Regions from separate parts of the Triticum aestivum genome. Here region 2 is linked to region 1. The links are chromatin contacts, called in public Hi-C maps. All regions are on one chromosome and are shown on one strand. Each heading gives the region's core, a stretch centred on a gene start, on an enhancer-like site or on the middle of the called end of the contact. The rest is flanking DNA. Distances are from core to core; before and after follow the strand shown. Region 1 has its middle 350 kb from the start of LOC123110874. Region 2 holds the start of LOC123110874 (protein CLT2, chloroplastic).

Region 1 (6,344 bases), core at 1,470-3,969:
TTACCTATTAACTGCATTTCTTTACATCATGCAGGTTTATAGTTTGACTAAACTTGCATATCTCTCTCATGCTATTATTTTTGTAAATTTGTAGCTTCATGTGTTGCCTAGGGATATACTAGGCATCTCAACATTTGGCCTATCAGTATTCCTTCTCAAGTGGTTTCCCATGAAATGGGTTGATGCCTTGTTCCTCTTCTTCTCAAGGTTGATACTTGGTGACAAAAATACGGGCTTCAACGACCTAAGATTGGTCCGCTCCAAATCAAGAAATCAACCGGGAAAACACCAGTGCTCGACATTGGAGCTTTGAAAAAGATCAGGGATGGTGAAATAAAGGTAAAATATCACATCCCCCTTTGTTGGATATGCTTAATACTTCACTACTCCCTCCGTCTCATATATGACCAACGGTATAAACTAGGTATACACTAGTATCAGACGGTATATTTTTCAAACGGTATATTTTTTTGTGTTATATATTTTATATTAGGATGATAAAATTGGCAACTTAGGTATACGCACAGGACTTGTAAACTGAAACGGAAGGAGTACTAAAGTGAAAGAGCATTGCATCAATCTGACGGAAAACAATATCAGCAACTTAATTGAATATGTTGTAAAAAGAACATAAAGTACTTTTTTCAATTAATGGGGTATTAGGATTGCAGCATCCAACTAATGAATAAGACAAGCACATTTCCCACAATTAAAATTTGACCATAAATTAGATGAGAAAATATAGATTTATGTGATTTAAAAATTATACCACTAAAAAATTCTTTTCAATACAAATGCAACGGCATAATTTTTATGACATGTCGTTCATATTTGATTGGTCTAATTTAGTGTCAAAGTTAAATTTTGATATGCGCATGCGTCTTTTTTTGCGTCTTATTCATTGAAATGGGGGAGTAAGTACAAAAGTTAAAAGAAAACTTTTAGTGCAAAATATCTACTCCCTCCGTTAGGACTACTAGCTATAGCAACTTGTTTCTAGTAGTACGTGTGTGCCCAGTGTAGTACTGCATTTACTTGATGATGTGTCCAAGTGAATCTAAGAGGGATTCTCCGCAGGTGGTCCCCGCAATAAACCGCTTCACCGAGAGCGGTGTTGAATTTGCCGACGGACGTAAGGACTTCGATGCTGTCATCCTCGCCACCGGGTACAAAAGCAACGTGCCATCATGGCTCAAGGTACGTACATACGCGAACGTGTATGTATACTCCTACTCCCTCCGTTCCGAATTACTTGTCGCACATATGGATGTATCTAGATGTATTTTAGTTCTAGATACATCCATTTCAGCGACGAGTAATTTGGAACGGAGGGAGTAGTACTTATTAGCATCATGCATACTGTCGTAAGTCATCCATGCAACGATCAAGAGTATGCAGGAAAATACTCCCTCCCGTTCCTAAATGTAAGTCTTTTTAGAGATTCCACTACAAACTACATACGAATGTATATAGACATATTTTACAGTGTACATTCACTCATTTTGCTCCGTATGAAGTTTATAGTGGAATCTCTAGAAAAACTTTTATTTAGGAACGGAGGAAGTACTATGTTGCTTCTTTTTTTCTAACCTCGGGAAAAGATGCTTATACAGAACATTAATTAGAAACTTCCGCCGATTGTGTCATGCATGAAAAACGACGCATGCATGCGCTATACTTCCTCCGTTCCTAAATATAAGTCTTTCTAGAGATTTCACTATATACTACATACGGATGTATATAGACATAGTTTAGAGTGTAGGTTCACTTATTTTGCTCCGTATGTAGTCTTTTATTGGAATCTCTAAAAAGACTTATATTTAGAAACGGAGGGAGTATGTACGTGCACTGCTCCCTAATCCCTTCTCCCCGTTTCATAAATCCTGTCGTGATTTTAGTCCAAAGTTAACCTAAAACCAGGACAAGAATTATGAAACGAAGGAAGTATGTCCCAAACTGCACGACCCAGGCGTACACTTAACAATAGTCGTCTTCAATTGTGGAATTTTTTTATAACTAATCTAACGAATGATTTAACTAATCATGATATACCATGTGTAATAACGTCTTATATTATGAGATGAAGCGAGTAGTGATTAAATAGTTGTAGAAATTTTATTTATTTATTTTTGCGAGCGAAATAATTGTAGAAGTCTAGCTGCACACTTTCTGGGAGGTTATCAATTTTGGAACGGAGGCGTGTGTATAGTCCTTGTCAGTTCGATGGAGGTATTAGATTTAGATAGGAAGGCATGGGCAGTGACAATGATGCCAACAAGAGGGCGATCGGGACACAGAAACTCATCCAAAAATTGACAATATTGATTGACAGACATGCGTGAACTATGCTATGCGCTCGTTCTATAAATTTTGCGTGCAATTTTCATAAAAGATAAAATCAACGAGTTGTCGATTTGGGCAGCGTGTGTACTTCACATATATAGAAGTCCTGTGTAGCTCGGTGTGTGTTTGTATCATTGTATGTGATCGATGTGATAGCTACAAGCATGTACTTGATTTCCTTGTACCCTTTCTTGCGTAGTTGCATCGATCATGGCGTCTAGTGTAGACTTGGACACATATTTGTTAGCTACTATATGTCCATGTCATGTTAAGCAATCTTTTCATCTTGCAAACTAGCTGTCCTAGCTAGTGATCGAGAATATGCATATAGGGGGCTCTTTGTTTGCATGTTCCTGTCAAGTCGATCTTGATCTCATGCGTGCGTGTATTTCTTTCTTTTTTAGTTGTATTCTTGCTGTTGTTGCTGCACAGTGAGCTGGTCCAGCTAGTGGAGCCCATGCTCGGGCGTTTGGTCCATGCAACAAGGACAGATGCCATAGGGAAACATGAGTAAACAATATTATTGAAACCGAAAGGAATCTATATGAAACATGTGTATATCACGTTTCCTAATAACACTGAATATATAGTAAACCGATGCTATTTTGGTGTTGTGTTCTACTCGCACTGTCGCACATCAATCATTGAGGTATGGTTCCATGCTACAAAAACAGGAGTACAGGACAATGATCAAATGATTGGCAGTTAAGGAATCGTCTTAGCAACTGTAGATGTGTCTCCATGCAAAGGAGACCGCAGCCCTCACTGTTGGGAAAGGGAGGATAAAGTCTTGCCAAAAGGGACGGAGATCTTGCTGGTTTTTTCCTTCCTCCATTTGAGTTAGGTTTTTCTTGTTGAGATCTTCCTTGGAGTTAGGTGTGATGCACATGCCGGCCCATAATGATGTGGTGAGGGCCATGCATCTTTGGTGATCATCATGTGCATGACAACAGTGCTTGCTATCAGTGGCGGACCCAGAAATTAAAGTTAGCTGGGGCGAACATTTAACGTCTAATTTTTTTCGGCACAAATACAACTCTATTCAACCTAAACTCATACTCACTTCGTTCCTAAATATAAGTGTTTTTAGAGATTCCTATGCGGACTACATATGAAGCAAAATAAGTGAATCCACATTTGGAAATATATCCATATATGTCCGTATGTATTTCGTATTGAAATCTCTAAAAAAGACTTATATTTATGAATGGAGGAAGTAGCATTCAACAACAAAAGAATAAAAAGATTTTAAAAACTAGTAAACTGCTAACATGGACTCTTGTTGCTTGAAATCCTCACTTATGCCACAATATGATCCCATTTTAATTTTCAAACGAGATCTACAAAATTGATTGGGGAACTGTTGGGTCTGGCTAGGTCGAGGGGAATGCCCGGAAGCGATTTCCTATCGGAATTGGGAATTTCCTTCTCTGTCGTTCATCTACTGCAGTACAGATCGATTGGGCACTAGCGGGCTGTAGTAACTATAAAACGTAGCCCAGTCCACCAGCGGACCAACCCAAATCTCTTTCTCCCTTAACCCTTCGATGCAGTCACACAGAAACAGATAAACAGCGCCGCCGCCGCCGCTGGCGTTTTGTGTTCTGATGCCTACCGAAGGAAAGATACATACGTGGGGTTCGATACTTCGTTGCCGGCGACCCGGGGCGGCCGCCCCAGCTCGCCCCAATGGTGGGTCCGCCACTGCTTGCTACCACACCCATTGCCCACTCTACCTTTTGTAGGGTGGCCCATCTGGACGACTTGCTTGATGCATCCCATCTGCCTCACCAGATTTGATTTGACGTTGTAGAGTCTATGTTGAGTTCTTCTAATGAGCAATGTGTGTAATGGATGGTTTTCCACATTAGATTCTGCACAAGTCTTTTCATTGGCCCGCCATATTTCATGATGGGCTGCGGGCACCTTTGATTGGCCCACAAGATCAGATTGGGTGACTAATAATTATGATGACCAAGTACTTGTATGTTGATGGGAGTACATCAGCATATTTGTTTATGCTAAATACTAGCACATATGCCCGTGCATTGCAACGGAAAAAACTGATGTTTTGTGCAAGCATAATGTCCTACGGCACCGTATTCACTATGAAGAACATGCTGCAACACAACATCCTTCTACAAAATGAACATAAAAAATACAATGCAATTTAGTTGTATTCGTATTTTCTTTGCCGAGCATAATCTCCCACTGATTCCGTTTAAGTATAATTCTTCCTTTAATTACAATGACGTCTTCACCCGTTTTAGTCGCGAATTAAATTCTTCCTTTTCTAGTTTAGTAGCCCCAAACACATTGAAGCCTATAGATCCTTCCTTTTAATTATCCTACCTTTTTACCTCAAGTCCTTTTCTTTAATTAGGCTCATCTGTTTGAATATTTAATTTATTAAGACCACAATATTTTCTTTTAGTTATTCCTTTCTTCAATTAGCCACATCCGTTTAAATATTTTATTTAAGCTCACAATCCTTTAATTAGCTCATTCACTTAATTAGCTCGCCCTAAAGATGAGGACTGTCACTCGTATATTTAGAGCGAGTTGGGATTGCGAACAAACCTGGCTCAGTCTCTCAGAGATGCTCATAAGGATATGGTGTGCGTGCGTGCGTTCATAGGGATGAGTGTATGCGCTTGCATCTGTACTGTGTTAAAAAAAGAGCTAGTTGGGATTAATAAATGCGAATGGCGCATAGGTCGTTGGTTGTTACATCGAAGATTCAGGCGAAGGTCTTGTGTTCAATTCTTAGATTTATTTTGACCTAATTATTTTTCATTTTCTCTATGAAAGCCCATAAAACGCCCATCAACATACAAGTATTTGGTCCAGATCGCTTAGCGTACAAAAGAACCAAACCAAACCAAGAATACCTATTCCCTTTGAATATTATAAATAGTCACATGCATATTTCAGGAGGACGAATTTTTCAGCCAGAGTGATGGGTTCCCCAGGATGGCATTCCCGCACAGCTGGCGAGGCAAGAACGGCCTCTATGCCACGGGCTTCACAAGGAGGGGTCTCATGGGTTCCTCCTATGATGCCTCCAGAATCGCCGCTGACATCGCAGACCAGTGGACCGAGGCCCTCGCCAGGAATATCACTGCTCACAATAATGCTTGAAACCTAGCCAAGGCCGATGCTCTTACGCTAGTTTCATCGGTTGAACTGTTTCATTTTCGAGTAATGTGTGCGCGTTAGTCGGAACGTGTGTGTATATATGTACCTCCAGCCGTCTAATGGGTTGATATAGAGTTACTACATTATAGTACAGATATATGTATGGAATAATCAGTGAGATGCAAGGTGGCAGGTGCAGCCATGCGGTAGGAGTATTGTGCATTTGTGCTTTCTTGTGGATTGCATTTGTGCTATATCCTTTTCTTTCTTTTTTTTTGAGCGGAATTTGTCCTATATCTCTGTAGTGGGAGTTTTTTTTTTTGAGAAATCCATGTAGTGGGAGTTTTGTCACGGCCTCGACTACCAAGCACCAGGCCATAGTACCAACTGACCACGCCTGTCCAATACACGATTGGACCTGGCCAAATACGTGACTTGAGCCCTCGGAATATGGGCGTGCATAGATGGGACCCCCTATGTGGCGGTGGCGCAGCAAAAGAGCACCCCCGCTCGCTCTGGGCGACCCAGACCAAGACGAGGCGTCCAATTTTTTTCCTCCTGTTTTTTATTTACTTATTCTACCTTTTTTCGCATTTTAACAAAAATTCGGAATTTCCAAAAAAATCATGATTTTTTTTAAAAAAATAATAAATTTAAAAAATATGTTCAAGATTTCAAACAAGTTCACCAAGTTTAAAAAAAATGATAAGTAATTTGAAAAATGTTCACAATTTCAGGAATGTCCATGAAATTGAAAAAATATCATGAATTTAAAAAATGTTCTTAATTTAAATAAATGTTCATTAATACCAAAACATATTTCAAAAACTAAAAAACTCTTATTCGAATCAGAAAATGTTCAT
Region 2 (6,801 bases), core at 3,476-5,975, 350 kb before region 1:
ATGCGACCTGTGTTGCTAATTATCTTGGTATAGCCCCACGAGAGGGGGATATGGTGTTGCCTCCTGCTTATTTAGATTATGATGCGATGGTCAAACATCGTTTTCTTTTGAGGAATGAACAATTCCTCCAGTATTGACTAATCTTTGACAGACATAGCTCTGTCCATGGTACTCTCCATGCTCCTTTCCTTTTTGATTACCAGGCAAAACGAAGATATGTTGTTACCAAGGAGGAGGCAGCTAAACATGAGGGGAGAGCGGAGGCGGCTCGCCAACATGCCGCAGCTCAGGAGGCATTTGATGCTGCATCTCAGTACGACCCCAGTTACAACTACGGATATCAGCCAGGCTACCCTTGGCCTTAGACCAACTTATGCCAAAAGCCTAAGCTTGGGGGAGTACGTATTTCTCACCGACTTTACATTCATGTTCACACACTATTCTAGCTGTCGGTGCTCATACTCTTTCATTGTATTATCCATGCTAATTTAATTTTCTTTTTCTCGCTTTCTTCTTGTGTGTTTGATAAACCTGAAGAAAAACCAAAAAATTAGTTAATATAATTTCCATGCTTGTAGTAGAAATTAAAATGAAAAGCCAAAAAGATTTCTCGTTCTTCTTCTTGCTTGTTGGGAGCTTTCCCGTGTAAATAGTTTTATTTTCTTTCCTTTCCTTTGGGGGTCGAGAGTAGAAGACAATATTGAAAATGTTTAGTGGCTCTCACATGCATGATTGTTTATTTAACTTAGAGCCCATATTACTTTGTCTTCTCTCTTGAGTTGAATGCTTGCAGATTTCAGCTTAGTCCAATGCACGTGCACTATTATTATTGTACACATCGTTCGGTCGTGCAAGTGAAAGGCAATAATGACAATATATGATGGACTGATTGAGATGAGAGAAGCTGGTATGAACTCGACCTCTCTTGTTTTTGTAAATATGATGAGTTCATCATTCCTGATTCAGCTTATTATGAAGTAAACAAATTTGCAATGACATTTAGAGATTATAGTTGCTTGTGCCATGCTTAATTAGCTATGAGTTATAATGGTTTACCTTTCGTGCCAACATGCTATTAAAATAATTATGATGTGGTATGATGGGATGGTATCCTACTTTGAATGAATTGAGTGACTCGACTTGGCACATGTTCATGCATGTAGTTGAAACAAACAACATAGCCTTCACGATATTTATGTTCATGGTGGATTATATACTACTCATGCTTGTACTCGGTGTAAATTAATTTTAGTGCATGTTCATGAGTGTTGTCGCTCTCTCAGTTGGTCGCTTCCCAGTCTTTTGCTAGCCTTCACCTGTACTAAGCGGGAATACTGCTTGTGCATCCAAACTCCATAAACCCCAAAGTTGTTCCATATGAGTCGACCATACCTTTCTATATGCGGTATCTACCTGCCGTTCCAAGTAAATTTGTATGTGCCAAACTCCAAACCTTCAAATAAAATTCTGTTTTGTATGCTCGAGCAGGTCATGTTTCAACTAGGGATGCCTGTATCTTTCATGCTAGGTGGGTTATTCTCAAGAGGAGCGAACTCCACTCCTCATTCACGAGAAAGGGCCGGTAACCGGGATGCCCAGTCCCATGATCCAAAAAGATCAAAGCAAATCAAAATAATTGAACAAAACTCCCCCAGGGCTATTGTTAGTTGGAGGCACTCGTTGTTCCGAGCAAGCCATGGACTGATGCTTGTTGGTGGTGGGGAAGTATAAACTTTTACCATTCTATTTGGGAACTGCCTATAATGCATGTAGTATGGAAGATATCGCCATCTCATAGTTGTTGCGTTGACAGTGAAAGTATGCCGCTCAAAATGTTATTCACCTCTATTTTAAAATCGATCTCTGGCACCTCTACAAATCCCTGCTTCCCTCCGCGAATGGCCTATCTATTTACTTTTATGTTGAGTCATCACCTTCTTATTAAGAGCACCCGCTAGAGAGCACACTGTCACTTGCATTCATTACTATTGGTTTATATTGGGTATGACTTGACTGGATCTCTTTTACCATGAATTGCAATGTTTAGTCAGTCCTTGATCTTTAAAGGTGCTCTGCATTTATATTTTGCAGTCTCAGAAAGGGCTAGCGAGATACCATTTTGTTATATCATATTATGATTGTTTTGAGAAAGTGTTGTCATCCGAGTTTTATTATTATTGCTCACTAGCTGATCATGCCATTGATATGAGTAATTGTGAGACCTAGGTGTTATTGTGAGTATGGTTAGTTCATATACTTGCTGAAAACTTGAATGCTGGCTTTGCATATTTACAACAACAAGAGCAAATAGAGTTTGTAAAAGTTTTTCTTTATCACTTTCAGTTTATCAACTGAATTGCTTGAGGACAAGTAAAGATTTTAGCTTGGGGGAGTTGATACGTCTCCAACGTATCTACTTTTCCAAACACTTTGCCCTTGTTTTGGACTCTAACTTGCATGATTTGAATAAAACTAACCCGGACTGACGCTGTTTTCAGCAGAACTGCCATGATATTGTTTATTATGCAGAAAACAAAAGTTCTCGGAATGACCTGAAAATCCACGGAGATAAGTTTTGGAAAACATAAAAAATACCGGCGAAAGAATCAAGGCCAGGGGGCCCACACCCTGTCCACGAGGGTGGGGGCGTGCCCTCCCCCTTTGGAGCGCCCCCTGTCTCGTGGGCCCCCTGACGCTCCGCCGACCTCAACTCCAACTCCATATATTCCGTTTCGTGGAGAAAAAAATCAGAGAGAAAGTTTCATCGCGTTTTATGATACAGAGCCGCCGCCAAGCCCTAATCTCTCTCGGGAGGGCTAATCTGGAGTCCGTTCGGGGCTCCGGAGAGGGGGATTCGTCACCGTCGTCATCATCAACCATCCTCCATCACCAATTTCATGATGCTCACCGCCGTGCGTGAGTAATTCCATCGTAGGCTTGCTGGACGGTGATGGGTTGGATGAGATTTACCATGTAATCAAGTTAGTTTTGTTAGGGTTTGATCCCTATATCCACTATGTTCTGAGATTGATGTTGCTATGACTTTGCTATGCTTAATGCTTGTCACTAGGGCCCGAGTGCCATGATTTCAGATCTGAACCTATTATGTTTTCATGAATATATGTGTGTTCTTGATCCTATCTTGCAAGTCTATAGTCACCTATTATGTGTTATGATCCGACAACCCCGAAGTGACAATAATCGGGATACTTCTCGGTCATGACCGTAGTTTGAGGAGTTCATGTATTCACTATGTGTTAATGCTTTGGTCCGGTAGCTATTAAAAGGAGGCCTTAATATCCCTTAGTTTCCGCTAGGACCCCGCTGCCACGGGAGGGTAGGACAAAAGATGACATGCAAGTTTTTTTCCATAAGCACGTATGACTATATTCGGAATACATGCCTACATTACATTGATGAATTGGAGCTAGTTCTGTGTCACCCTATGTTATAGCTATTACATGAGGAATCGCATCCGACATAATCATCCATCACTGATCCAATGCCTACGAGCTTTTCACATATTGTGCTTCGCTTATTTACTTTTTCGTTGCTACTGTTACAATTACTACAAAACTTTTATCTTTACTTTTGCCACTGTTATCATTACTATCATACTACTTACTACTAAATACTTTGCTGCAGATACTAAGTTATCCAGGTGTGGTTGAATTGACAACTCAACTGCTAATACTTAAGAATATTCTTTGGCTCCCCTTGTGTCGAATCAATAAATTTGGGTTGAATACTCTATCCTCGAAAGCTATTGCGATCCCCTACACTTGTGGGTTATCAGAGGAGAAGTGGATCTGGGAGGGGGCGTCGAGGAGGAGTGAGGCCATGGGGGCAGGGGAGGCAGGGCGTCACCCTTATCCATTCCCCTTCGACGCCGGCGAGGTGGTCTGGCGGGAGCCCGACTCTGTAGTGACGGGCTCGGGGAACAGGAGAAGACGCCCGTGTGGGGACTGGACCACTGGGCCGGTTCGGTGGCAAGGCCCCGGGGTAGGGGGAATCCTCTTTTTCATCGTCCTTTTAGTTTTTATTGTATTCTAATCCCTTTATCCTTTTTAACACCGTTTTCTATTTATTCTTATATCAACTAAATGGATTTTGTTAATTGTGAAACTATGCACACAATTCGAGCACAATATTTTTAGGCGGCACAAAAAGTTTGGGGACAAAAGGAAATACATAAAATTAGGTTTATATTTAATTGCTTATTTTAACTATTGTTGGACCTTTTATTAATTTGACAAGATTTAATTTTTGGGTCAAATAATGTTGGGCTCAACATGTCAAAGATCAATGGAATTTATAGAATATGGTGAACATTTTAGTTTTACTGTTTGACGAAATAATTTATTTAACTTTATTTTAAATTTGAATTAGGATTTGATTTTTATCAAGTGGTAGTTTGGCTTAGCAAGCCTGATAACATGGCATCATTAGGGGGAGGTCACTTTAGATAACGACTTGAGGTGTTACATAATCTTCCCATTTCTTAAATTTCATTGTTAAATGATTGGGAAATATATCACACTATCCATTAATTCAGTCAACCTCACCACAAGTCCATACATTATTGCCAATTAAGTAAGTCTTATTGACGGGGAGAATAGGCTATGTGTGTGTTAGAGAGAGAGTGCGGAAGAGGGAGGGGAAAGAGTGTGTGAGGATTTGATGGTAAAAAAAATCGTCAATGTCCAAAGGTGTACTAGCAAAATCCGACAATCCAGAAGACGAGAGAATTCCGTACTTTCACGCCAAGGCAAGCAACCGGCCGCCCGCCCGCCGCCATCACCACCGTCCTCCCCACGGTACTTCGGTTCCAAGTTCCGTATCCGCCCCCGCATGGCCTAAATCGCCATCCCTCCACGCCTCGCTTAGTGAGCTCTTGCTTGCCGTACATACATGCCGATGAGCTCCTCGCCGGCGGTCGCGGTCGCGTCTGCGGCCGTGGTAGCGCTGGCTGTCGCTAACCGCGTGCTCTATAAGCTCGCGCTGGTGCCCCTCAAGTCCTACCCCTTCTTCCTCGCTCAGCTCACCACGTTCGGGTAAGCCTCTTTGTGCGGCCGAGGTGCAAGACGAAAGGCGCAGCAGTTTTTGGGCTCTTACTTCTTGTCTGTGCGATTTGAACGTTGCAGGTACGTCGCCGTGTACTTTTCAATACTCTATGCGAGGTACCGCGCGGGGGTGGTGACGCGGGACATGCTGGCACTGCCGAAGATCCGGTTCGCTGTCATCGGCTTGCTGGAGGCACTTGGGGTCGCCGCCGGAATGTCTGCGGGAGGTATGTTTTGTATCTTCTTTTGGTCATCGGATGCTCTTAGTTTGGTGCATATATATACTCCCTCCGTTCCTAAATATAAGTCTTTGTAGAGATTCCACTATGAACTACATACAGATGTATATAGATGCATTTTAAGTGTGGATTCATTCATTTTGCTCCGTATGTAGTCCACCTAGTGGAATCTCTACAAAGACTTACATTTAGGAACGGAGGGAGTACAATTTAGACTGTATTTCTTGTAAATATTTGTGCTAATTGATTGTTTTTCCTGAAACGTCCAGCTATGCTGCCTGGCCCTGCTATTCCTATACTGTCTCAGGTATGAGGTTTTGTTGATTTTCAGCTGTGCCATATTCTTTGACAGCGTTCCCACTTATTTCCTGCATCATTCTCTAGACAAAAACATATTACCTGCATGCCCTTTTATCTCTGCCATCACTAATGGTTAGAAATATTTCCTTTTGTACTGTGATTCTTTGCTCTTATAAATAGTGCAATACTAAAGCATTTCGGAACTGTGATCCTACGGTTGAATCAGCTTTCAATGTCCTAAAATTGTCAACTCCATTTGGTTATTAGTGTCGGAACCTGTTAACTCTGTGCTCTGTTGTCAAAATAATAGTCTTCTGAATGTTCTCTCCAGTCTTTCCTGGTGTGGCAGCTTATCTTCTCTGTGTTGCTTTTGGGAAAGACCTACTCTCTGAGACAAATCATTGGTTGCTTGCTTGTAACTTCTGGTGTGATTCTTGCTGTTGCGAGGTATGTCCTTCGAAATATCTGGTACATTTACGTTAATTGTAGCACAACAAAGTTGTTTCGAGAAAAATCTGCTAGTTATGCACTTATCTATTTCGTAGGCATGCACACTTGTTTGCTGAGAAAAAGGCTTGTGCTATTTTGTACACTAGGTATTTTGCCATAATTAATCATCTCAATGCCTTTACTGTAGTGGAGCAAATGATGGTCATCTTCTATCTGGAGTCAAGTTAATTTGGCCATTATTGATGGTTATTTCATCGGCATTCCAAGCTGGTGCATCCATTTTGAAGGTTTAGCCACTTAAAGTATCACATAACACTCCTTTATAGTTTTGTGACACTTCGGTCAGAAAAATAAATTCTATACTGCAGGAGTCTGTTTTCGTTGATGGTGCAAAACGTCTTAAGGTTTGCTCTCACACTTCATTCTCTATGTGTGTGTGAGTCCATCTTGTTTGTTAGAAAAATAACTGGAGAACCAATATCTGTGCAGGGGAAACGGCCCGACATCTTCGTGGTTAATTCATTTGGGTCTGGGTTTCAGGTGATTAATTAGTTAGCGTAATTTAGCTGTTATGCTTAACTGAACTACCATATTTGGAAACCTTGATTTATGTCATGTATCATGTTTACCTTCCTTTATTATTTGTAGGCTCTTTTTGTCTTCCTTCTTCTCCCATTACTTTCTAATTTGAGGGGGATTAAGCTTGCTGAGCTTTCTGGCCATTTAAATGGTGGTGCTGAGTGCTTCTT

The links. Hi-C and Micro-C count contacts between places; a contact is called where the count stands out from the background.
Region 2: a Hi-C map of an unstated tissue shows a contact between it and region 1, with 7 times the contacts expected there. The contact joins the promoter of LOC123110874 here to the enhancer-like site in region 1. A contact is called at or near these places in 3 of 5 Hi-C or Micro-C datasets (leaf and an unstated tissue).

What each region holds. Positions count from the first base shown.
Region 1 is chr5B:146,712,381-146,718,724 of IWGSC CS RefSeq v2.1, reverse strand. It overlaps the pseudogene LOC123115866. Among protein-coding and RNA genes, the nearest start is that of LOC123110874, 350 kb to the left of the region's middle. Within about 2 kb of position 2,719, at least 1 of the 8 cell types and tissues checked has an H3K27ac peak or open chromatin away from gene starts, as enhancers often do. A contact at or near this core is called in leaf, where this site is marked.
Region 2 is chr5B:147,062,415-147,069,215 of IWGSC CS RefSeq v2.1, reverse strand. LOC123110874 (protein CLT2, chloroplastic) reads left to right here and starts at 4,725. Exons shown (of 10, transcript XR_006453764.1): 1 at 4,725-5,054; 2 at 5,145-5,290; 3 at 5,572-5,609; 4 at 5,934-6,049; 5 at 6,240-6,339; 6 at 6,421-6,456; 7 at 6,542-6,592; 8 at 6,701-6,801.